Regions from separate parts of the Mus musculus genome. Here all the other regions are linked to region 1. Evidence: chromatin contacts called from public Hi-C and HiChIP or PLAC-seq data. All regions are on one chromosome and are shown on one strand. Each heading gives the region's core, a stretch centred on a gene start, on an enhancer-like site or on the middle of the called end of the contact. The rest is flanking DNA. Distances are from core to core; before and after follow the strand shown. Region 1 holds the start of 9030404E10Rik (RIKEN cDNA 9030404E10 gene). Region 2 has its middle 25 kb from the start of Gm46567. Region 3 overlaps Gm32679 (a long non-coding RNA gene). Region 4 overlaps Gm32740 (a long non-coding RNA gene).

What was found. Hi-C and Micro-C count contacts between places; a contact is called where the count stands out from the background. HiChIP or PLAC-seq counts read pairs in DNA pulled down with a chosen protein or histone mark.
Region 2: a contact with region 1 is called in a FOXA1 HiChIP or PLAC-seq map of pancreatic cancer cells. The contact joins the enhancer-like site here to the promoter of 9030404E10Rik in region 1. A contact is called at or near these places in 1 of 484 Hi-C or Micro-C datasets (liver) and 3 of 115 datasets of contacts at active chromatin or transcription factors (embryonic basal ganglia, extraembryonic endoderm stem cells and pancreatic cancer cells).
Region 3: an H3K4me3 HiChIP or PLAC-seq map of craniofacial prominence shows a contact between it and region 1, with 4 times the contacts expected there. The contact joins the enhancer-like site here to the promoter of 9030404E10Rik in region 1. A contact is called at or near these places in 7 of 484 Hi-C or Micro-C datasets (the G1E-ER4 cell line, the N1E-115 cell line, bone marrow-derived macrophages and 4 more), 8 of 115 datasets of contacts at active chromatin or transcription factors (the SCID.adh cell line, craniofacial prominence, embryonic basal ganglia and 4 more) and 1 of 9 other capture datasets (embryonic tail).
Region 4: a Hi-C map of bone marrow-derived macrophages shows a contact between it and region 1, with 32 read pairs. The contact joins the enhancer-like site here to the promoter of 9030404E10Rik in region 1. A contact is called at or near these places in 2 of 484 Hi-C or Micro-C datasets (bone marrow-derived macrophages and embryonic stem cells) and 4 of 115 datasets of contacts at active chromatin or transcription factors (bone marrow-derived dendritic cells, embryonic basal ganglia, embryonic stem cells and 1 more).

Annotation. Positions count from the first base shown.
Region 1 is chr16:30,038,124-30,040,795 of GRCm38.p6, forward strand. It overlaps 9030404E10Rik (RIKEN cDNA 9030404E10 gene), which reads right to left and starts at 1,356. Exons shown (of 4, transcript NR_045878.1): 1 at 1,158-1,356; 2 at 364-504.
Region 2 is chr16:29,787,015-29,789,686 of GRCm38.p6, forward strand. No RefSeq gene overlaps it. Among named protein-coding and RNA genes, the nearest start is that of Gm46567, 25 kb to the right of the region's middle. Within about 2 kb of position 1,342, at least 32 of the 459 cell types and tissues checked have an H3K27ac peak or open chromatin away from gene starts, as enhancers often do. A contact at or near this core is called in extraembryonic endoderm stem cells, liver and pancreatic cancer cells, where this site is marked.
Region 3 is chr16:29,838,080-29,840,751 of GRCm38.p6, forward strand. All of the region lies in intron 2 of Gm32679 (a long non-coding RNA gene), which reads right to left. Among named protein-coding and RNA genes, the nearest start is that of Gm32679, 11 kb to the right of the region's middle. Within about 2 kb of position 1,377, at least 133 of the 459 cell types and tissues checked have an H3K27ac peak or open chromatin away from gene starts, as enhancers often do. A contact at or near this core is called in the G1E-ER4 cell line, the N1E-115 cell line, the SCID.adh cell line and 6 more, where this site is marked.
Region 4 is chr16:29,863,938-29,866,609 of GRCm38.p6, forward strand. Gm32740 (a long non-coding RNA gene) reads left to right here. Exons shown (of 4, transcript XR_384792.3): 4 at 1,239-2,124. Among named protein-coding and RNA genes, the nearest start is that of Gm32740, 4.7 kb to the left of the region's middle. Within about 2 kb of position 1,319, at least 41 of the 459 cell types and tissues checked have an H3K27ac peak or open chromatin away from gene starts, as enhancers often do. A contact at or near this core is called in bone marrow-derived macrophages, where this site is marked.

The DNA.
Region 1 (2,672 bases), core at 106-2,605:
GCAAATTCTCAGGGACCACCCATTTGCTGCTGAGGCAAGAACCTCCCTTCAGTTTAACTACCTAACAGGTGTCTGAGGAAAAAGAAAATGCTGGATTAGTTGGGGTATGTGGTTGCAGCTGGACCCTTTGGGACTGTAGCAAAGACAGGTGGACAGTAGTATGCTGATTTTACTGAAGGGGGAAACATGATCAGAAAGACTAAAATGACCTTTCCATGGCATCCATCCTTCTGACCTCAGTCCAGACGCATCCTGATTGTACTGCGATGCATGCTGGGAGATTCAGAGGGGAAGGCTCCAGGTCTTATCCTCAGAAAGATGCGGAGTGCAAAGCATGGGCAACCAGGGTCTACAAACACAAACCTGAATAGGAGAGGAGCCAGGAGTCCAGAGGTGAGCGAGCGTATGGCAGCCACCTCTCACAGAAAACTCGGCCGTGTCTTTCTTTTCTACCTATGGCCCAATTAGACTGGAGATGGGGGTCGTCTTTGATCAGCCTAGTCCCTTTAAAAGAAAGCAGGGAAAACGGTGGCTTTAGGATTTTTCTTTAAAGCCCTGAACCTCTTCAGTGGAAAGTGCTGCCCTTCCGACCTGTTGATGTAATTGCCGTAATTGAAGATTCCAGACCCCATGTGGGTGGACAGGGCCCCATTCATCCATCAGGTCAGCGAAGTGTAAACCTGCTGAGTCCTTCAGATGCCCTGGCCGCAGCCTCCCCCTCCTGCGCCCTCCTGTGCCCTCCTGCCCCCTCCTGCCCCCTCCTGCCCCCACGGACTAGGCTCCCCACAATGCCAGAGCAGCCGGGCCCAGGCTGGTTCCTCTCTAGATGTGGGAACAGTGCCTAATTAAGGGGTTTGTTCTCATCTCCATGGGGCCATCTTAACGCCTCCTGACAGTAATGAGAGACACACACACACACACACACACACACACGTGTGGAGCTGGGGGGGGCGGGGAGGGGGGGGAGAGGGAAGGATGGCTTCCCTGCCACCTTAGCACCCTGTTAAACAGCAAGCCTAACACACACACACACACACACACACACACACACACACACACACTGCAGTTCTGCAGTAATCACCATCAAACCTTTATAGCTACAAGGAGTCCTCTCCAGTTCTGAAAGAGGAAGGAGCCAGGGAGAAGAAATAACTTACCCAGAGGGCGCATAGCAAGTCACTGTCACTGGGTCCCAGGTGTTCTGCTGCACCTCACAGCACTGACTTCCTCATGGAGGGAGGGGCTCTGCACTGCAGTCCCAGGAGAGCCCATTAGAGGGTGGGGGAGGAGCAGACAGGCTCATTCTCTAGAGCCACCTTGTCAGAGGGCCATGCCCGTGTCAAAGCAGAATGGCCCTCCGTGGGCTGGTTCTGCAAAGGCACGTGACAAAACCAACCTCAGAATGGGCCACTCCCTGCAGCCGCGGGCCTCGCCTCATCCTCCTGCATCTTCTTTGCATTCCTGTCTAGCTTCCTACTCCTTCCCCTTTTCTCACAACCCCTTATTCTGACAGCCCACCCGCACCTAAACAAGTAGGGTTCTTTGCTTTGTTTTGTTTTTTTAGCTCTCGGCTTCTCCACTACGGTGTGCCCTCCAGCCAGCAGCACACACAATTTGCTCTCAGTTAACAGACATCCAGTATGATAAAAGTCTAGCTGATGCTCTCTCCAACCAATTCAAAGTCACATTAGTCCATTTTTCTGAACACAGTTCTTACAGAGAAGGCCGAGGGAAGACCTGTGTTCCAGGTAGGACAGACATGCTGAAATTAACATGGGCTAAATTTCAGATCGCCTGGCCTGCTAAAGACAGTGAGTCAGGTACAATGCCACTCTCCTGTGGTCCCAGCCATCCAGAAGGCCCTTCACAACTCTGTAGAGAGGACACTTGAGCTCCCTAGTGCATACCAGAGGAAGACTGGAATGAATTTCTCCCAGCTTTCTCCCCTTGAGAGTGGATTGTATTTACCCCACCACCACCACCCCCCTCCACCCCCCACCCTGCTGACTAAGGGGCTCTGGGAAGCAGTCACTGCCCTTGGTTCCTCTGGTGTCACCAGAATGGAGTGGTTCCTTATTGTCTGTTCCCTAGTGGATTCCTGGAATAAGTCACCTGCTCAGGGACTTGTCCCTCACTGGCCCTTCACTTCCACCACCAATCAGAATGGTCTCTTGCTGGTTGCTATTCACCAGGGTTTCTAGAAGCAGCCCTCTAATTCTATGTGTGCAGTTGTTTGAATAGGGAGACTCACAACTGCTGGGCAGAAGATCAGAGGCCTAAGACTCCTATGATACATGGGGGACACTGCACTCCCCGACTCAGCCGTTATTTGGAAGTTTGCTTTGTGATAGGTGAAGCCCACTCTCAGTCACTGTAATGAAGAACAGTAGCTATGGGATTCCTCGATTCCACAAGGCCAGGCAAGGCATGCGCCTCTGATGCTAAAGTGCAAATACGGCCAAAATGAAAAAGAGCAGCATCCCAGAACAGAACCAGTGACAGTTTAACAGCCAGAGCAGAACTCTCTGTACGTGGCCGGTTTCTGCAACAGCTTGTAATGGGCTGAGTACTGTGCCATCCACTGTGCGGGTACAGGACTGTGACTGTTCAGTGAGAGAGCCAGGATTTAGCATGTGTGAGGCCTTGGGTTTGCCCCCCCAACACAGAAAGGA
Region 2 (2,672 bases), core at 92-2,591, 250 kb before region 1:
CACCAGGTGGTTTGAAGGGAAGCACGTCACAGAAACATGACAATCAACAGAGCCATGTTGGATCAGCCGTTCGTTCCACTTCAGCCACTGAAGATCAGGATGGAGAGTCTATCCAGGAAGAACCCAGTGAGTAAAATATTTTGACACCGGAAGAGAATATCCTGACAGCGCTCCCTCCATCCGCAGTCACGGCTGTGGGACATGGAGGTGAGTAAGTATAGACATGGACCTGTAACATCAAAGGTGGAATATATAGGAAGGACCCTCCTCTTAGCTACAATTTCCTCACGTTCAGAGGGAGGCGTGCGACATTCTCTACCACCTCCCCTTTTTCTTGTAGTGTTCCTTAGCTCATGGTCTGCATCCTCAATGCATAAAAAAGTCCCTCTGAATCAGCCCGAGAGTGAGAGTGCTCTGCCCCACTCCAAGTCACACTGAGAGAGTGACTCCCAGGATCAATTAGCACAAGACAAAATTAGCTGGGTTCTACCTTTGGAAGAATTTGAAGCCATAGTAAACCAAAGACAGGCCACTTGGACTCCAGTTTCAGTCCCACCGTTAACGTAGTCTGGTAGCTTGCAGCATGCTATATCAGTGGGCCCCCATTTTCTCTCTGTAAGGTAATCTAAGATCATTTAATTTTTGAGAGTTCTGGCAACCCGGTCTTCTACCTGTTTTGCAAATAAAGTTTTAGTGATACATACCTTCAGCTATTTATTAAATATCACCTCTGGCTGCTTTTACGCCTCAATGGCAGAGTTGGGTAGCTGAGGCAGACAGCTGCTGTGTGGGCTAGAGCTGAAAATAGTTAATACCTGATCCTTAAAAGCAAAAGAGCTGGGTAACTACACCACCAGAGAGGCTGAGGCACGGGGAGAAGAGACTATTTGCCAAAACACCCTAAGGGAATCAGGGCAGAAAATGGAAATGTCTTCTTCTGATTTTTCTCTGCCAAAAGTTCTCCTGGCCCAAAGCTCACTATCTGAAGATCTGAGCTATGCCTGAGAGCCAGCTAGAAGACCAGGAGCCTGTCTCCTGGGAGAAGCCTGTGGTCTTGAGTAGAGCCTGAGGCTCCAGTGGTAGGGGCAGTCTGCCTGGGTTCTGTCTGGCTCAGGGTCAGCCTGCTGAGCTTCTGAGAGGAGCCAGCTGAGGCTCCTGACAGGCAATGGTTGAGCCTGGAGTCTGAGGAGAGCTGGCTCCCTAAGCCCTTTTAACCACAGGTCCCCCAGATCTAGGTAAACTTTCCTTGGCCTTTGAACTACAAGGGGACATTTCTTCTTGCCTCTGTACTCACTGGCTGTTTCCGCCTTCTGCCATTTATTAATCTCGCTGGTTAACCATTGAACCCAGCTCAGCCTCCTCTAGTTTCCAATCCTGTTCTCCCTGTTGGCTGCAGACAAGGGCCTGCACTAAACAAACCTAAGGTTCTTTTCTTTCTTTTCACAGCTGAAATCAACTGATAAAAGAGGTGGGGCTGGGGTGCAGTTTGCTAAAAAGACACTCCCTAAAGCCCTGGTGAGGAGGTGAGAAACCCTTTCCAAGGCAGGCCAGCTATGTTTAAAGAAATACATCACTGTAACACACACACACACACACACACACACACACACACACACACACATATACATACACACAGACACACACACACACACACTCATACATGCACACACACATACAGACATGCACACACTCACACAGCTTAATCAGAGTAGAGGCATAATTTAGAGAAGATGTCTATAATTTCTTCATCGTTGAATCAGATTGCTTGTCTCTAAACACAAATGCCATTTGAGTTTAGCTTCCCCAGTTAAAGATGCATGCTTTAGAGGGGGAGCATGCCAATTGTCGTAGTGGTAGGGAGCTGGAGGGAAGGGGAAGGGGAAAGGGAAGGGGAGAGGGGAAGGGGAAGGGGAAGGGGAAGGGGAGAGGGGAAGGGGAAGGGGAAGGGGAAGGGGAAGGGAAAGGGGAGAGGGGGACCAAGAAGGGCCTTCTGAGCACAGGGTTTGGGGGCTTGACATCAGCCACACCCTAGTTTCCTTTAGAGTATTAGAACTCTCTAGAACACCAGCTCTGTGAGGACCAGCATTTTATTTATCTACTGCTACATCCCTAGCACCAAGCCTAGTGCCCAGCAAGAGGTAGGTACTTAAATATCTGTTAAATGCATGGGTGACAGGATGCAAATTAGTGGCCTGGTCACTAGTCCCAATCTTTTGGGAAGATGGACATTTCACATGTTCATTGGCTCCCCTTCTGATGAATCCGGAAGCCCTGGCCCAGTTAGGACAAAATTCACAAAGGACAAGGGGGAGGACCCCCCTGAACCATTAACACAGTTCCAGGGACCTAAGTGTTTGTCTATCAAAAAACTCAGAGACAGTGCCCAGCACAGCCCCTTTCTGTGGCTGTCTGCCTACCATTGAAAGGGACAGATTTCCACCGTGGACATTTCTACTCTAATGACTCCCACTGCTGTGAGCAGTAATGTGTGCTGGGCAACTCATCTGTGTTTGTCTTTAATGCCCATGATAGCCTTGCTGTGTGGTGTGAGCCCTTTTATAGCTTAGGAAAAGAGCTGCAAGTGAACTTGCCAAGGTTGGAGAGCATAGCTTGGCCTGTCTTATCTTTGGCTGACGACAGAGACTGTACCTTGTCTATCACGTATACTTCTA
Region 3 (2,672 bases), core at 127-2,626, 200 kb before region 1:
ACAATGCAATTGGACACAGTGTTCAACAAGATGGAGAATACCTCAGGGCCCAGTCCCTTCTTCTGTCTGTGGACAGCAAAGCATCCAGGACAGCATATTCACTTTCCAGATGGGAAGAGACAGGAGCCACCTCTGGGATTCAGGGACAGAAAACACAAATAGACGACTCTCCGTGGTGCATTTGCAAACTTACATTTAATGTCTTATAGAATATTTAAAGTTAATCAAGTCTGGGTCCTTTGCTAAGGAAACATGAGGGTCCACGATGCTCTTCATACAGGATGCAGTCAATGCCTAAGATGGTGAATCGTCCTTCCTGCCTGCTCATAGGGGGACTAATGGGCACTTGTAATAATACATTACACAAAGGAAGATATACAAGAAAAGAATCTAGATCTCCTAGTCTGGGGAAAGCGGACCGAGCCTCGCGTGACTCTTTTGCTTCCGTTCCACTTTTTTGTTTTGAGACAAGGTCTCCAACGACTTTGAACTTTTTTTTTTTAAAGATTTATTTATTTATTTATTTATTTTATGTATATGAGTACACTGTAGCTGTACAGATGTTTGTGAACTCAGGACCTCTACTCGCTTTGACCCAGCTGGCTCCAGCCCTGCTCATTCCAGCCCAAAGATTTATTTATCATTATTTGTAAGTACACTGTAGCTGTCTTGAGACACACCAGAAGAGGGCGTCAGATCTCATTATGGATGGCTGTGAGCCACCATGTGGTTGCTGGGATTTGAACTCAGGACCTTCGGAAGAGCAGTCAGTGCTCTTACCTGCTGAGCCATCTCACCAGCCTGACCTTGAATTCCTGATCTTTCTGCCCCTACTTCCTAAGTCCTGGCTGTCCAGGCAAGAGTCACTACATATGGCTTTCATCTTTTGTTCGTTTTTGTTTGTTTGTTTGTTTGAGACAGAGTTTCTCTGTATAACCAGCTCTGGCTGTCCTGGACTCACTTTGTAAACCAGGCTGGACTCGAACTCACAGAGATCCTCCTCTCTCTGCCAACCAAGTGCTAGTATCAAAGACGCGCCCCACCACGCCCAGCTGGCCTGAATCTCTTAAATTTCATCAGTGCACCCGAGGAATGGTGAAGAGATCCATGCCCCCTCTATTGACGTTCGCATTCACGTTTTCTTTAAAAAAAAAAAAAAAAAAAAAAAAATTCCTCAGACTGAGCAGTCTGAGCAAGTAAGGCTCTACTAGCTTATCTAAGCGCCCCGCCCCCACTTGCCAGTTGCGGTAGTGCGGTCTGCGAACAGCTAAGACACTTCCCAAGGTTTCTGTGTCCCCGCATGTTGCCACCCTGTGCTGCCAGCAACGCTTGCAGCTTTCTGGTTTTGTATTTCATCTCAGCCTTAGCAGGATGTGTGAGCAGAGAGAGCATCTGGCAGAATGGCACCGCGAAATGGGAACCAGACGCTCGGTCGAGCGCCACCGAGAGCTGTTTATCCGTGGAATTAACCTTTTGTTCTGCGTTTGCTCTGTGGTAGGCTTGCACTGTGCTTTTAAATTCGCACCCTGCCCCGTGTCTCCAAGAGGCAGCCTGGTTCTGCTGAGTCAGCGCTTCTCGGGCCTGGCAGAGGCGACTCGGAGCAACTGGTAGCAAGAAAAGCTTGCAGCAGCCCCCTCTGGCAGTCACCTTTGGCTCCCTGTAGATTTACGACGGCAGCAGATGGGCCCAGGTGGACTCAAGTGAGAGTCTCAGACAGGCCCAGTTCCTCTGACTACTGTAATTGTGTCTAGACCAGAGGGAAGGCGCGCACACCTCCTGAATGCACTTTGAAACAACTCAAAAGTGTGAAAGGAATTTACTACCACAGGAAGGTCTGGTCCAGGCAAGACACCAGAATGGGTCCAGAGGAAAGGAGGGAAAGCAGGAAGGAAGGAAGGGAGGGAGGGAGGGAGGGAGGAAGGAAGGAGAGGGGGAAGGAGAGAAGGAGTGAGAGGGAAGGAAGGAGAGAGGGAGACAAGAGCTAAATTAGCCCAGATACCATCTTCCCTACCAGTCTGACTCGCAGGTAGTAATGCTTACTGATAGTCAGGCAGATTACTTCTCATGATTCAGCTCTGCGAGGGACAGCCTACCTTCGTGTGTCCGTCTGGAGGATCAGATGGTGCTGGGCATAATACCAGGGGAGGTGGCAGCAGTAATCCATGATCTTGATAGGTTTACATGGAAGCTCCCTCCAGATAGGAAACAGATCAAAGGGCCCCGGCTCTGGTTAAAGAACTAGGTGGCCAGGGGCCCAACGTCCTGCTACCTTGCTTCCCCCTTTCTCCATCAGTGGGCCCACCTAAGGGGAGACCCCTGAGAAGAGTTAGTTCTAGCAGCAGTACAAGACACCCTAGGTGAACTGTATTTCTGGGTTTTCCACCAAAGGGGATCATAGGTTGCTGGGGTCAGAGGAGAAGAAGAGGGAAGCAAGCTTGGGGCTGGGGGTCTCCCTGTGGCAGATACACATTTCCAGGCTATAGCGTGCTGCATGTGACCAAAACTTCCTTGAACTGCACCCGTGGCCCCACATCCAGATAACCAGGCTTCATCTGGGTGCCATGTGTCTGGTGTCTCAGAGATTTCATTTTAACATTGAAAATATAAACATCACAGTAAGGGGAAGGCTTCATCTAGTCACCTTATGCTTATGAAAAAGGTTTTCTTGTGAC
Region 4 (2,672 bases), core at 69-2,568, 170 kb before region 1:
TTTTTTCCTTTTCTTTGCCATTCCAACAGTGGTTCCAATAGGCATTCATATAAAATGAGGGTTCTGCAGGGCAAATGATTCTTCTACTGTGATTCAGGTAGAAACAGCTTCCTAACAACCAGCTAAGCCCAGGCCCACACATCGCAACTACAAGATCACTTCTTTGCCCACTCTCTCTCTCTCCTTTCCGGAACAACCTCTTTCGGATAGGGTTCAAGGTAGAATTTACCCTCCTCATAGTTTGTCCTGTGCTCCTTAGGTGAGATCTGATGCTGCCTCAAGGGTTCGGCCCAGGGCTCTCTTAGGGTACAACCTTCTGTTGTCATAAAGCTTTCTTCTGGCTTCTTTCCCAACTGCAGTCTCGAATATTGTACCATCTTGCAGTAAGCCAGCCTGTTGATTTCTGCAGGGTTACAATCCCTTTGTGACTACTATCCAGATGTTCCACACTGCAACAGCAGGCCTGCCCACCCAGCCCGAGAGTGGCACATGCCTTCCAATTCCAAAGTTTGCCCCCAGTGACACACTTCCTGAGGCAAAGAAGCACCTCTACCCCACACCTGTCCAACCAGCACCACAGACTGGGAGCCAAGTGCTCAAATCCCTGAGACCTAGAGGATAATTCTCATTCAAACAACCACGCTAATAATAATAACAACAACAACAATAATAATGATGATGATGATGATAATGATAGGAATAACAGGAACAAAACACCACTATGCTATTTGGAGAGAACCAAAGTTATTAGTGAAGAATAGTGCATTCCATTTTGTGTTGAAATAAGGCTCAGGGAAGTGCATTGTGCGCTACTGTTTGAGTGACTTTAGGATAATCCAGAAACCTAGCCAAATGTGTGTGTGTGTGTGTGTGTGCATGCGTACGCGTGCATCATGGAGTTTGTCTTACCATGACCTGTTAGCTCATAGAAATGTACTAGCTATACACAGAATTAGATTTGTGCTAACCCGTGTACTTCATCTCCCTTCCCCCACATGGTCCTTCTATGCTTTAGCCCAGGCTGTCCCTTTCTCCTAGAACACCCTTCCTTACTCATTCCCTATCAAATCAGGACCCGATCAGATACCATGAAATCCCTGCTGTTCTTTTAGAAGGCACAAGCTGTGCAGAACCTCCTAGGCCCTGTGCCCTCTAGCACTCTGGTGGAATAATGCTACTCGTATTGTGAATTATAGTTACTCGGCAGCAGACAAATCACACTGTCTTCCGTCTTTCAGCCCCTCCAGTCCTGAGCAGCGAGATAAACAACCCAGCAGCGCTCTCAGCCTCAGCGGGGAGGTACGGTGATGTGTGGCCTGGATGTAGCTATGACTCAGTGCTTCCCCGAGCTTTTTCATCATTGGACAGGAAGCAAACCGCCTCATCCTTCTGCAGCCTCAACCCGGCTTGACTTCAAATGACATTAAAAAGAAACCGAATCCCTGGAGGTTTCTAGAAGGTAAATAAGTCCTGTTCAGATCACAAGTGTCAGGACCCACAGCCAGATGCCACCAGTATAGGGCGAGGACTGGAAGTTCTGTTGATGGTAATCAGGGTCACCTCAAAGTCCTTGCCAAGGTCAGCATAAGGCTACTGAGCACCACAAACCCAACAGGAAGGTGGCCTGACTCTGTCATGCCAGCCGTGTGACCTTGAGCACGTTGCTTTCACCCTCCCTTGCTTCCTCTTCAACAAAATGAAAATAATAAGCTCACTGCTCTCGGCATACAATGCAGTGACTGTGAGAACTTTGTGAGTTAACACATGTGCAATGGCGCTACTATTCGGAGTGAAAAGAATACAGGCTATTACGGTTGCTATTATTGCTATCATCACCATCATCATCGTCATTATTGTGGGGCCAGGCAGAAGAGACTGAGAATTCCCTAGGAGATGAGAGTGTGGTCTCTACCCTGCCTCTCACTACTGAGCTGTGAGCCAGAGGCTTAATCACTTTCCTCCTCTGGACACAAATTTTCTGACTTGTAAAATTAGGTCCTTGGGTTAGACCAGTTTTCTAGTCCTTTGGGGACGCTTTCTTAGAAATGGGATCCATGGGTCCCTCCCTGATGCTCAATCACCGAGTCAGGGTGAGTTTGCAGAACCCACCAGTGTGACTTGCGTCTAAGGGTTCCTGGGTGAGCTGACTCAGTGTTTACGAGGGTTCTATCCCAGAAATGTCCACCTCAGGGCCTTTGGACTTACTGTCCCCCCGGCCTGAAAAATTCTACTCCTAAAACCTTCTTTGTCTTATCACAAATTGTGCAAAAGGTTTACTCTCCACATGCAGAAAACAAGGAAGCTACCTGCTTAGGCTGAAAGCATTTCTCCTCCCCCTCATGTAACATAATGTGCATGCGTGTGTGCCTTCACACACACACGCACACGCACACTGTAGCACATCTTCCTTACTAGAATGTCCCAACCGTCTTATGATAGTGCTGGTGCACACCTGTTAAGAAATCAGTTTAGAATTTTAAAACAAATAAGTGAGAGTACAAATTATGGCTATACAGTATTCTGTATTCTATAGAATGGCCCCAAAGCTCACTGCCTGAGTGTGACTACTGAAAGGTGACTGGGCCCTCGGGGGTTGACTGACTGAAAGCACAGTCAGGAGGTGGGCCTGGTTGTTGGGAGCAGGTCACAGTGGGGTGTGCCTATCAGGAACA